2 separate regions of the Rattus norvegicus genome follow, and region 2 is linked to region 1. The links are chromatin contacts, called in public Hi-C maps. All regions are on one chromosome and are shown on one strand. Each heading gives the region's core, a stretch centred on a gene start, on an enhancer-like site or on the middle of the called end of the contact. The rest is flanking DNA. Distances are from core to core; before and after follow the strand shown.

Region 1 (6,216 bases), core at 1,170-3,669:
TGACAGATTTAAATGTCATAGTGTCTGGAATACCAGCCAGGGGAGTTTGAAGAACTGTAACTTTTCAAGAAGAGCTAAACCAAATGCAAACCTAAGAAGACAGTGACAGTTATTCCAGATGAATTGGAAGTTCCCCAACTGGTGGTAGAGAGGCCCGTAAACAGGTTAACTCGACAACCTAGGCCATGTTCTCTAAGGCCCTAGATGAGGTGCATGCCCATGGGAGGGAAAGCTCTTAGGTTCCATCCAGAGAAATGCTATACAGCTGGATGTCTGTTGAGTGTGTGGAGTTTCCAGATGGAATGACCCTATGTAAGCTCAGGTCATTGCTAAGGTAGGATATAGGTGAGAGAAACACTTGAACTAGAATTTGCCAACATTCCTGACGATTTTCCTCTGCGACAACAACAAAAAAATCCAGTAAATATTAGTTAAGACACAAAATTGAGACAGTTGACTGGAGACACAACTCGTGGCTTGTCTTCAATGACTTTAGCTCCTTTCCCACAGGTCGTAATCATCACAGAGACCTTTGGGGGATAAGCTGTCCTGGAAGAAGACAGCTCCAGAAACCCCAAATGAGTTGGTGAACAATCTGGGAATCTTACAAATACTCCATGAAGGGACGAAAACAGCCTCCTTTATTTCAGCAGCAAAGAACAGCTTTGCAGAACCCTGGGGAGGCCACCACTCTCTGGTTCCCATGGTCCAGCTCACCAGTTTGCACATGCTGTTGCCTTGACTGAACTCAAGTGGAGTGGGAACAAGGACCTTTTAACCTCCTGGTTTCCTCCCAGAGGGGAGGCAGAAACGTGAAGAGGCCCAGAGCCTCAATGCCTGTTTCCAGCTGTGATCCTGGCTGTGTGTAATTCCTACTGGCTGAATGACTTGGCTTTGGTGTGTAAGGCACCGCACCCCACCCCCTCACCCTCCAGGAGCAGTAAATTCAAGCCAGAGTTTAGGGTACATTTCATCATCTTAATCATTTCATATATCTGTCTATATTTACTGCTCTAGGAATGGTACCAAATCAGGCAAGTTTAGAGAACAAAAAGGGACCAGAAAAGTGACTCTTAAAGAGAAACCGTTCTTGGTATCTAATACTTGCTTTCAAATGCACTTTAGACAAGATCTGGAGAGAATTCCCACTTGCCCCAACTCAGGCAAGGCATGGGAAACCACAGTATCTGCTCAGTGCTCCGGCAAGCATATGCCCTGAAAATGATGGGTGGTTAGCATTTTGCTATTTCATCACAGCCACCCTTGATTCCCCCTCCTGTTCCTGTTCCATTCCTCCATTTCTTTTTCTTCCCCCTTTCCTTCTTTGCTTTATTTGTCTTATCTGTTGACCTCTTCTCCCCATCGTTCCCTTCTTCCTGGGACTCTTCCTCTACTTCCTGTGGCTTCATCTTTCCTCTTACCCTCTCCCCTTTCTTCTTTCTCAATTAGAGTAACGAAACTTGTAAGCTCTGGATGGGATGCGGAATGCTGGGCCTGACTCAAGCTCTACCACTTTTCTTGGAATACACTGCTAGGTACATCTCAAAACTTTCCTATATCCAAGTTTTCCCAGTTGCAAAGGAAAAACACGAATCTTACTCGGGGATTAAACAAGATAATGTAGAGCACTTAGCATCTACTTGCCCTGTAGAATTCATGACATACTGTGAGGCCATTAACTTTTAGGCTTTCTGTGGAAACTTATCCCAGCTCCAAGCATCATTTATCTGTATCAGTCATAGAACAGCCTTTCATATTGACTCTCTGTTAGCCCCTTGCACTCTAAAATATCGAATTCAAAAGTTAAAACGTTACCAAGCCACCTCACCGAATTTACCCATATTCTAACAGAGAGGACAAATGCAAGTAATTCTCAGGCATAAAAGAAGCAAAACAATGTGGACTAAAATAACAGGCAATTTAACTTATCATCTTGTGCTTAAGGGCCTAAGCAGACACCTGGTTTAAATTCGGCCTCTGAATGAGATGACTAGGGCTCCCCAGCAGCTACACTTCCAGCTTTTGCAGCCGGCTGGTCACATCGGTTAGCTGACCTGACCCGAGTAGGAATTTGTCAGCCTGATTTCCTTTTCCCATGTGTTTAGCCTAGGTGTAAGCCTAACTGGTTTTCCCTTGATGCTAGTTCTTTTTCCTTGGTATCATTGCTCTCTTCTCCCTTATTTCTCTTCTTCTATCTTTCTGTCATCTACTTAAAAATGTAAATCTCTAAAAGTGGCAACAGGCACATTCAGAATACAGCTCGAGGAGGCACCCTGGGGAGAATCCCTCAGCAAAGTCTAGTTTCTGTTTTTAGCCTGTCATCCAGAGATGAACGAGGCATCTCAATCTACACATCAGAGCCTCTTTTTCCAATCCCCAGTCCCTGCCACACACACAAGGCAATAGCAACAGCACAGGGCAGTGTTTGAAAGACTAATTTTAGTATTGATCTAAGCGGTAGTGCTGTACTGGAATAGTCGAGAATCCATGCAGTCTAACTACCAACACGCTTCTATCTCATGCCTGCATCTTCTGGAAAGTATAACCCGGGACACTGCCAGAAAGGAAAAGGGAGCAGTGGAGAATACACTTCTCCATTCTTGACCCATATAATTGCAAGTGACTTCAGGGCCAGTGCATGAGAAAGAGGGCAGAGGGATCTTCGTCTGTGTTTAGAGGGGTGGGGGTGCAAACATTTTGTATGAATATTTATGAGAAATTTCAATTCCTTCATGTACTTTCCTAAGTATAGCATCCAAGGTTCCTGCCAGATTTTTAAAAGCATCATTACTTGGGGGAAAAAAATGTCTGCAATCACCTATGCCTACCGCTGTGCAAAGCCCTGGTTTCAGATGTGAGCATTCTGTTACCTTTGGTTGTTGTTGTTTGTTTCTTCAGAAACTCACAAAGGACAAAGACAGCCCTGAGCAGCTGTGGCAGAGAGCTCTCTCCTGGACATCTCCAGCCTCCTCAGCTTCTCTACAACCTTTCTCACTCTGGCAGGTAATTGAAAGTAGGCAGCTGCTCAGAAGGGGAACCCTAGCCTTAAAATCCTAAGGAATTCAGAAATGAAAAACTGTACCAGTCACCCTAAGACTTGAGAAGTCGAGGTAGGAGGATCTCCATGAATTTGAGCCCAAACTAGTCTTCACAGTTAAGTTATAACCAGTGGAGGACAGCCTGAGTGAGACCCCATTGGTTACTGTTGTTGATCTGGTTTCTTTTCTTATTCTGATATTTTTGTTTTTTGGTGGTATTGTTTTGTTTCGTTGGGGTTTTTTGTTTGTTTGTTTTATTTTGTTTTAGTTTGGGGTATTTTCTCCCCCCAACCAAATTGAAGATCTGCAGTACACTAAAGTTGCCTAGTCTTCAAACCTAGAACAGCCAGGGACCTGGGAGCAGAAGCAGGCAGAACAGTGAAAGGGGCCTAAGCCTAAACAATACAACTTCTACTTTCCTTTCTGGAGTTGGCAGGGGAGGGATAGAAGACTCCCTGTGAGTCATTTTGTAAAGGCATCCTATGCCCCGCTGTTTCTCACGGCATTGCCTCTCTGGATCATTAATGTGTTTCCAAGCAGATTGTTTTGTAGGAAGCATTTATTTCCTGTTATCATTCAGATCTATGTGTTTCATTGGAAGCATCAGCGCTGAGGCCTATAAAGCACATGGCAGAAACAGACATGCATCTGGAAGGAGCGTCCTTTGCAGGGGCCAGCAGCAGGCAGGCTCGCCAGACCAAAGAGCGATGGCAAATACAACTGAAGACACACTCAAGATGTATTACATAAAATAATTTACTTCTCATTCAGAATGACTTTTCCCAGACCTATTTGTGAGACAGCAGTCTGGGAGTACAGGTACAATCTCAAAGTCATGATAATATTAGGGCAAGACCGGAGAGTTATACAGACACGACTGTGGACTTGTGTATTACAAAAAGGAGTTAGGACCACTGATGGGGGAGCTCTGGGGATATTATACGCAAGACTGTCAAGAGAGACAACAGTACTGTTAGAAAACTGACTTCTTCAATAATGGTGAGACTTGGATTCACACTATGAGTGTCTTCACTTTGCAGCCACAATGGTGCTCATGCATGGAATTTAAACTGGAGCTGTGCCTGCAGTATGCACGAGTCTGTGTGCGCTCTCAAAGGCAGGACTTTTAGAGGAATGAGAAGAAAATTACTTCTTGGGCATTCATTAATAATTCGGGTAATATCCTGTACCTCCATTTATAAAACAATACAGTAATAAAAACATTGTACAAAACAACATAAATAACACAAATGAGAAATTTTCAAGTATTTCACGTGCCTTAAAAAGCTCCAAACAGTAGTCCTACCAACTGATATCCCGTCCTCCTCTTTTCTCTTCTCTTTCTTTTTTTTTTCTTTCCTCTCTCCTTCCGTTGGTCTCTGCTAACTTTGGTGTTTGGGATGGGATGAACAAGCTCTTACCTCAAAGCAGAAAACCAAAAAGGGGTTTACAGCTCATAAGAGCTTACTTCCTCCTGGGACAGCATAACCTTTCCCCCTGGTGATGCTTTTGAAAAATGTAAGCGGGTAGCTTAGAATGACTTGCAGGTGGCCATGGTTCCTAACGTGAGCAACCAACCACGGGGAAGTAAAGAGGCTCATCTGACAGGTGACGTTCTTTGGGGGTAGGAATAGGAGAGCACCTTATCAAGAGAGGAAAGAATTAAGATAACCTCGGGGTCTTCTGCCCTCACCTAAGCAGTAGTCATTTGTAGGGCTAGGCAACAAGGCCTGGACCGCATTCCTTCATTCCTCTCAAACATCCATCTCCAGACCAACCCAGCTGCTAGTCAGCATGCCCTGAGCACCCAGGCAAAGGAGGGATGGCCAACAGCATAGGGACTTAAAAGTGCTAGTAGTAATCACCGGTGCGAGGCAGCTCTGTGTCAGTCAGACAGCAGAGTTTTCGGAGTACTCACCCCATAGCTCAGTGCTCAATGTGGAGGCCATTGACGAGATTAAACACAAAGGCCCTGACTATGCTCCATCAAGACCCAGTGGCTTGACGGAACTCACTTTTTACAAGTTAGTGTTCCTTTCTTAGCCTGCATGGCAGTTAATTTAGTTTGCCCTGTTCAGACACAGTATGAAGGACCAGAAGTCAGAACATGCATGCAAGCATGTGTACACACTCCAATTTGAGCACCAAGGATCTTTCCCATCTTTTCTTGAAGAAATGTGTGTGCATGTGTGAACATATACAAATATATATATGCATATATATATATATTCATGCACATTCACACATACTGAATACATAGATATAATATATACAGAATGTATATGCATATGTTCTATATATTTAATATATACATACACATACACAAATATCACCTAAACGTTGAAAGTCTGTAGGAAGTGCTGCTGGCTGACATTGCATGTGCATGTGACATCACATGAAGTGTACCAACTAACTTGAGGTCAAACTGTTGGAAGGGGTGGACTACTAACCATCTTTGAAAATCCAGACCTACAGGGCCATTATTTGGAGACTTGCTCACCTGACACCCTTTAAGGAAACTTGGGAAAATTGAAAACAAGTTGGGTCTTACCCCAATGAAAACCCCCACACCACAGCTAAGTCTAGTTTTACATGGAAGTGACTCACACACGGCAGGCAGCATGGATACTAGGCTACAATGTGGAGAAAGCATTGATGCTTAATACAGATCAATATTTGGCCTCAGGTTTTCCAGAGCATAGAGTCTTGGCATTTCGGTTCTCTGCCTCTGTGTGAGAATTAGGCACACTGAGGGACTAGGGAAGTGCAGTCTGCAGAACTCTTGGCTCCTTTCTGCTTCTCTGCCCCGCAGCTGGAAGGATTGGTCAGGTCAAGATAGAATCGAGACTTGAGGAAACGACGGTATGAATCCTTTTCCATCAGGTTGAAAATCTTCTTCTGGGCTTCATCAAAACAGGTTATCGTGGGCTCTAACATGTTCCGGCTTGTCTCCTCTCTGGTGCAAGAATCCAGGTTCACCTAAAGTGCAAAGACCAAGGTTGCATTAGAGCTAGAGCTCTGTTGAAGAGAGGAGGCTTACATTCAAAAAGGAGTAGCCAGGACCCTTTCTTTACCTTCCTCCCAGGAGTGAAACCCGGGACATTTGGGTGTGCCCTGGCATATGTGTATAAAAGGTCAGCTCTGCCCTGAAGTGGAAAGAGCACTTCCCTTTCCTTTA
Region 2 (6,216 bases), core at 2,023-4,522, 200 kb after region 1:
CAAAAGAGTTTCAATACTAAGAAAGCCAGAGGATTTTACATTATTCTGGTAACTGAAACGTTTTCCCATCATGGGGGCATTTTGATATGGAGGGTTGTTTCACAGTCCTCAGAGTATGGCCCCGAATTATAGACGTATCATACAGACACTGGCTAGAAATAATATATATGTGTGTGTGTGTGTGTATGTGTATGTGTATAAGTATATGTATATGTATATGTGTGTATATGTTCATGTATGTGTATATGTATATGTATATATGTGTGTATATGTATATGTATGTATGTGTATATGTATATGTATATATATGTGTGTATGTATATATGTATATGTATATGTGTGTGTATGTATATATGTGTGTGTATGTATATATGTGTGTATATGTATATGTATGTGTATGTGTGTATGTGTATATGTATATGTGTGTGTGTCTGCGTGTGTGTCTGTGTGTGTGTGTGTATGTGTGTGTGTGTGTGTGTGTGTGTGTGTGTGTGAGTGGGTGTTTTTCTGGGCCCACTTCAAACCATTCTCTTCTAATTAGTGTCAGACATCATCTGGGAACTACAAATTATGAAAAACCCAGGCAATTTTAAAAAATAATTTTTAATTTATTTATTTTTGTGAGGAATACTGGATAATACAATTTGAAGGTGTTGTTTCTCTCCCTCTACCACGTGAGTCCCAGAGAGAAAACTCAAGGCTTCACCTTCATGGCAGGTGCCTTTACCAGATACGGCATCCTACTGGCTGGCCCAATTTTTGTCTTGTTTTTATGATAAAGGGCCCCACATAGCCCAGGCTGGCCTCCAACTCACTACATATCCAGGGTGACCTTGAAGTCTTCATCCTCCTGCCAGTTCCCTCTGAACGCTGAGAGGGCAAGCATACACCAATGTGCCTGGCTCTCCTCTGATTTTAACCACTCAGTTCAGTAATTGATTCCCCCCAAGTCTCCAGTCACTCTCTGTATCCAGCATTTTCAGTCATTTCAGTGTTTACTCTCTCTCGCCTTTCAAACGCACTGACAAGATTCTGATAGGAAGGTTGCCTCTACAGCAAGGTCTGGGTGCTGAGGCCTGGGTTAAACAGCAGTTCCTGCTAGGTCTATGGGAAATGTAGGCTCAGAAGCAGCAGATAATTTGCCATGCAGCAGATAATTATTATTTGAAGATAAAACTATGGTCATTGAAAACTGGAAATGTAGTTTGGTGGTCAAGAACCCACATCAGTTCCCAGAACCCACATCAGGTGACTCCCAAAAGCCTGTAACTCCAGATCCAGGGGATCCAACACCCTCTGGCCACCAAAGGCACCTGCATACATGTGTACACATGAACTCATGGGGATATGTCTATCAAATAAAAATGTGAAAATATCCTTACTGAACCAAGTAAATAAATAGTAGTAAGTGCTACTAATTTCTAACCGTTTGTTTTAAAGTGAATAAAATGGAAAAATATTTGATATGATCTAATAAATTTCCCATTAGCATTCAATTCTCCTAACTCACTCTGTCTTGTGTTTCCGAGACACAAACTTTCTCAGCAATCTAACATAAACTTCTAGGTTCTTCTGTCTCAAAATAATCCTATCTTGCCTCTTCCCAACCATACACTGTGTCCTGTTTCAATCAGGGACGATCCTACCTATGGTTGAGATCCTCTGAGTTCAAGAAAAGGTATCCTATTGGTTTTTTCAATGCAGCAACACAATGGAAACTTCTGAGAGATGCCAGGCATGGGAATGAGGTAAGGGCAAAGGCCTGAGGGAGGTGCACGCATGTGTGCAACAGAGAAGCATGGGAGGAGTAAGTAGGGGAATAGCCCTGGGTTTAGTGTGGAGATGGGATGCCTAGTGGAAGTAGAGAAAAGCAGAAAGGATAAAAGTCTCAAAATCCCAGGAAACAATGCTCCAACTATCGGAGACAAGAACCAGGAGTCTCTGCACCCTCCAAGGAAGAGAACATTGTGATGCATAGATAGATGGATAGACACACAGAACAATGAACCTGGGGATTTAGACTGAGCCAACTCTGAGTGGAGAACAGATCCAGTCATCTGTTCATGTCTTCAATGAAATGTCTCTCATGTTCAGTCTGTTCTAAGCTAGACTTGGCTTCTGCAAGGATAAGGAAGAACATAGAAAATCAAGCTGCAGAGTCCAAGCTGACCTAGTAGAAGGGAAGGGAATGTTGTAAACTGCCATTGCTGATTTGTGGCATAAAAATAGGCTTGAACCTCTTCCTGGATCTAATAGCTTATAATTCTCTACTACTGACCCAGTGTGCGCTACAGCCTGCTTTCATGCTCTCAGAAGAGAACCTAGTATCCTAGCTGAGGGTAAAATGGGACACACCACACACACACACACACACACACACACACACACACACAGAAAGAGAGAGAGAGAGAGAGAGAGAGAGAGAGAGAGAGAGAGAGAGAGAGAGAGGAATGAGCTGGAAATCTGGATTTTGATCTTCATCTTACTTTAACTGCATATGAGTGAATCATTTTAAATTATGTTCCCTAAGAGATGAGGTAAACAGGAGAGAAGAAAAGCTCCTGTAAGTAAATCTGTAACCTTGAAGACAGAAGTTCCCCATAGTAGATATTTTATTACATATATGTATATACATATATATTTATATACATACACACACATATATGTACATGGAGAGAGACAGACAGAGAGAGAGACAGAGACAGAGAGGAAGACAGACAGACAAACAGACAGGCAGGTTTGATTTCCACATGTGAGAACACACAGGACGCTCCCTATCTCTAAATTCTGTATGCAGCCTAGTGGCTTCATAAATGTTCTCAAGATCATCATACAAATGGGAAGTAGCCCTGATCTTTTGAACTATTGGTAGGCACAAAAGGACAAGGCTGCAGCTACCCTCCTCAGCAGACTCCGAGGACAGTCTCACACGACTCATGGAGGAATTTTCCACAAGGAAGGCCTGTGCTCTGCCATCACAGGAAGAGAAGCAGCAGGCGCCTCATGTCTGGTTCAAGCTCTGGTCTCTGTGCATTTGGGATGGGGGAGAGAGGAGGGGGTGGTCGGGGAGGCTGAGCACCAGGAGAGAAGAATCCCAGATGCTGCTCGAAGAGTGTGCTGTAAACAGCCCCGTAAGTCCCTTCCATCATCACGTCCCCCAAAGGGACATCTCCAGAACTCCAGCCAGCTACGTGCTTCTCTGCATTCTCAGCCAGATGTAAGCTGGCCAAGGGGTGGCCATCTGGACTCAGAGAGCCCATTAGAGCTATAACAGGCAACCAGTCTGGTTATAAACACCAGCCTCTCTCAAGCCAGCTGTCTCGCGCTTTGCAATTACACCCTTGGGAGGCATCTGGTTTGGGACAGGAGACGTCTCTCCCATGGGCTTCAGAGGCAAGGAGCCTGGGGAATATGGCCCAGGCAGCAGGAGGCTTCTGGCAGAAGGCTATCTCTTTCATCTCCTCCCGCCCTGCTCTCTAATCTTTGCCCACCTACCTGTAAGCCTGCACGTACACAGTTTTGGAATTATTTTTTCAAGAACACTGTAGACTTTAATTAAAATAGGGATAAGTGAGAGATTGGAGGACATCTGGGACTGTCGAGTATAAAGCCATTTGGACGAAGAATAGTCACATCTGTAGGCAGCCCAGGCCTTAGATATAAAAAAAAAAAAAATAGGAGTCTGTCTGGGGTCACTTGGGTGTGAGCAAACACACCTGCACTCTCCCCTGCTGTAGGTGGACAAAATGAGGCAGGAAACCGGTTGAAAGCCACACATGAACGGAAATCCCACCTCACTGTTCCTGTGAAACCCAGAATGAGAGCTGTTACTCAACAACTATCCACACTCTTCTCTTGCTTCTGCCACAGCTCTGCCCACGACTCCTAATTAAAAGGAGCACACCGTTTCTCGGTTATTAATTAGATTCTGTCCCCCTTCCCTTATCCTTAAGCTGCTGAGGGAAGGAGATTGCAGACAGTTGGTTCTCGCTACCTCCATGACAAGGTAAGTATTACGAAACAGGTATGCGAAAATGAAGTCAATCAAATGGACGAGAAAGCCTCGGCAAGTGATGCCTGCCATTGAATGGGTGGTAACTGTGCACTGGGCACGTTGCTAACGGCTTTGCTTGAGCTGTAAAGTGGGGTTTTTACATCTAAACACACCTAAACACACACATTCGCTGCCTCATAAGTCTGCCTCTAAGATTCACCAAGGACAAGAACTAGATGTTGAAGCCCTAAGCAAAGGAAAATGAACTAAGTGGAGAAGTGGGGGCAAGAATGATTCATCCTGTGCAGAGTTTGAGAGACAGAAGAGACAGCCATCTGCAAGGAGGCCAGAAGCACAAAAGAAGGGACCGCTGGGTCACCTGGGCATTTGGGAAAGGAGGCTTACCCTCAAATAAAGACACAAAATGCCCCTCAGATGTCTGAACCCTGAGGTGTTCCTTAAAGTGAGAAACTGGGGTACAGGTGGTTGGATGAACCCAATTCCAAGCTGCAAAACTGACAAAGCTTCGGTTACAGCCAAGGGAAGAGGCATAGAGAGCCATCTAGAGGGAGGCAGGGACCATACCCAAGGAAGCTGTGCTGGAAGACAAAGGATCACATTCTCCCAACTATGGGGTGGGGGCTGTCCCTGAATTTGTTGTCTGCCTGTGGATCTGCTTTCCACTAACTGGGCTGCCTTGTCTGGCCTCAGTGAGAGAGGATGCTCCTTGTCTTGCAATGACAGACGCTGGGGGTAGGGGTGGGGGAATCCAGGGAGAGCTCCCCCTTCTCAGAGGAGAAGGGGATGGGGCATAGGAGCTGGAAGAGGAGGAAACTGGGAGAAGAGGACTGGCATCAGGACATAAAGCGAATAAATAAATTAATTTATAAAAAGAATATTAAAGGAGCAATATTTCCTGTACCAATAAATGCTTCCTGGAGACAACAACGTTCTTTCTACGAGAGAGAGAGAGAGAGAGAGAGAGACAGAGACAGAGACAGAGACAGAGACAGAGACAGAGAGACAGAGACAGAGAGACAGAGACAGAGAGACAGAGACAGAGAGAGACAGAGAGAGACAGAGAGAGACAGAGAGAGACAGAGAGAGGAAGAAAAGACAGACAGAAGGGAAGGATGGAAGGATGGATGGAAGGAAAGAAGGAAGGAAAGAAAAGAAAGAAAGTAAGAAAGTCTTCAGTGACATTAAGCACCTCAGGCTGAGGTAGGTAAATACTACAACAGCAGTCTGCAGGAGGTTTTTTTGTTGTTGTTTTTCATTGGGGGGGGCAATGTTTGTTTGGTTTGGTTTTTTTGTTTTGTTTTGTTTTGTTTTTGTTTTTCAGCATGTGGATATTTTTTAATGGCCTCATTTTTATTGTATGAGCTTCACTCAAAATGACTTCTGGAGTTTAGAAGGAAAAATTGACATGAACTTTTAGCAGGACCCTCTAGAAACAGAATTTATTTTAAATTGGCACTAAAAAAAATCTTTATTTTATTTGCTACTCTGACAAAAGAAAATCGATTCTCAACACATAATTAATTCTGTGTTTTGCCAAGTGAAGTTGCATAGGCTTATGTCCCTGCAGTTGGGACGTTGAAGAAGGAATATTACAAGTTCCAGGACAGCCTGTATTACAAAAGTCCCTGTCTCAAAAGCCAATCGACAGCACTGAAAAAGAAGGGAGTTTAAATGCTTCCAAAGTTCTAGCAGAGTACAATTAAGCTTCCACATAAGAGGTCTTAAAGCATGAAAACCCAACTCTGGGAAACAGTATACTATGCTTTCAGAAGAAATAAATCATCGTCGTAAAGGGAACTGGAAAGGATCAGTTGTTAGGCCAGAGATGGTCTCTTAAGTTTCTGAATGGATTCAGTTTCCGAAGGTCTGTTTCCTCTCCGCTAAGCAGGGGGTACGTGGTTTTGGAGCGCCATCCGGTGCCAGTATCGGAAACTACAACAAACTTTCACAAGGCAGGAATTAAAGGAATCCACCTGAAAATCCAGCCTTGGTTACTTCTGTAGCCCGTGCACCTAAAATTCCAATACAAGTTCAAACTTCAACAGCTCTGAATTGAATGATTTCAAACTCTGTCAAGAAGCACAACAGAATCTGAGAGCTGGGTCTCCGCAGCTTTCTAATGGCAAACTCAACCTAATACAAGGAGCCTCAATGGGCTGGCTTTAAAAAAGTAGAAGCACTCCGTTCCCTAAGGATACTCC

What was found. Hi-C and Micro-C count contacts between places; a contact is called where the count stands out from the background.
Region 2: a contact with region 1 is called in a Hi-C map of frontal cortex, with 3 times the contacts expected there. The contact joins two enhancer-like sites. A contact is called at or near these places in 4 of 12 Hi-C or Micro-C datasets (the Rat2 cell line, Schwann cells, frontal cortex and 1 more).

The regions. Positions count from the first base shown.
Region 1 is chr13:84,466,007-84,472,222 of GRCr8, forward strand. Rgs4 (regulator of G-protein signaling 4) reads right to left here. Exons shown (of 5, transcript NM_017214.2): 5 at 3,587-6,017. The coding sequence ends at 5,778. Among named protein-coding and RNA genes, the nearest start is that of Rgs4, 6.8 kb to the right of the region's middle. Within about 2 kb of position 2,420, at least 4 of the 93 cell types and tissues checked have an H3K27ac peak or open chromatin away from gene starts, as enhancers often do.
Region 2 is chr13:84,663,154-84,669,369 of GRCr8, forward strand. No RefSeq gene overlaps it. Among named protein-coding and RNA genes, the nearest start is that of Ccdc190, 14 kb to the right of the region's middle. Within about 2 kb of position 3,273, at least 10 of the 93 cell types and tissues checked have an H3K27ac peak or open chromatin away from gene starts, as enhancers often do.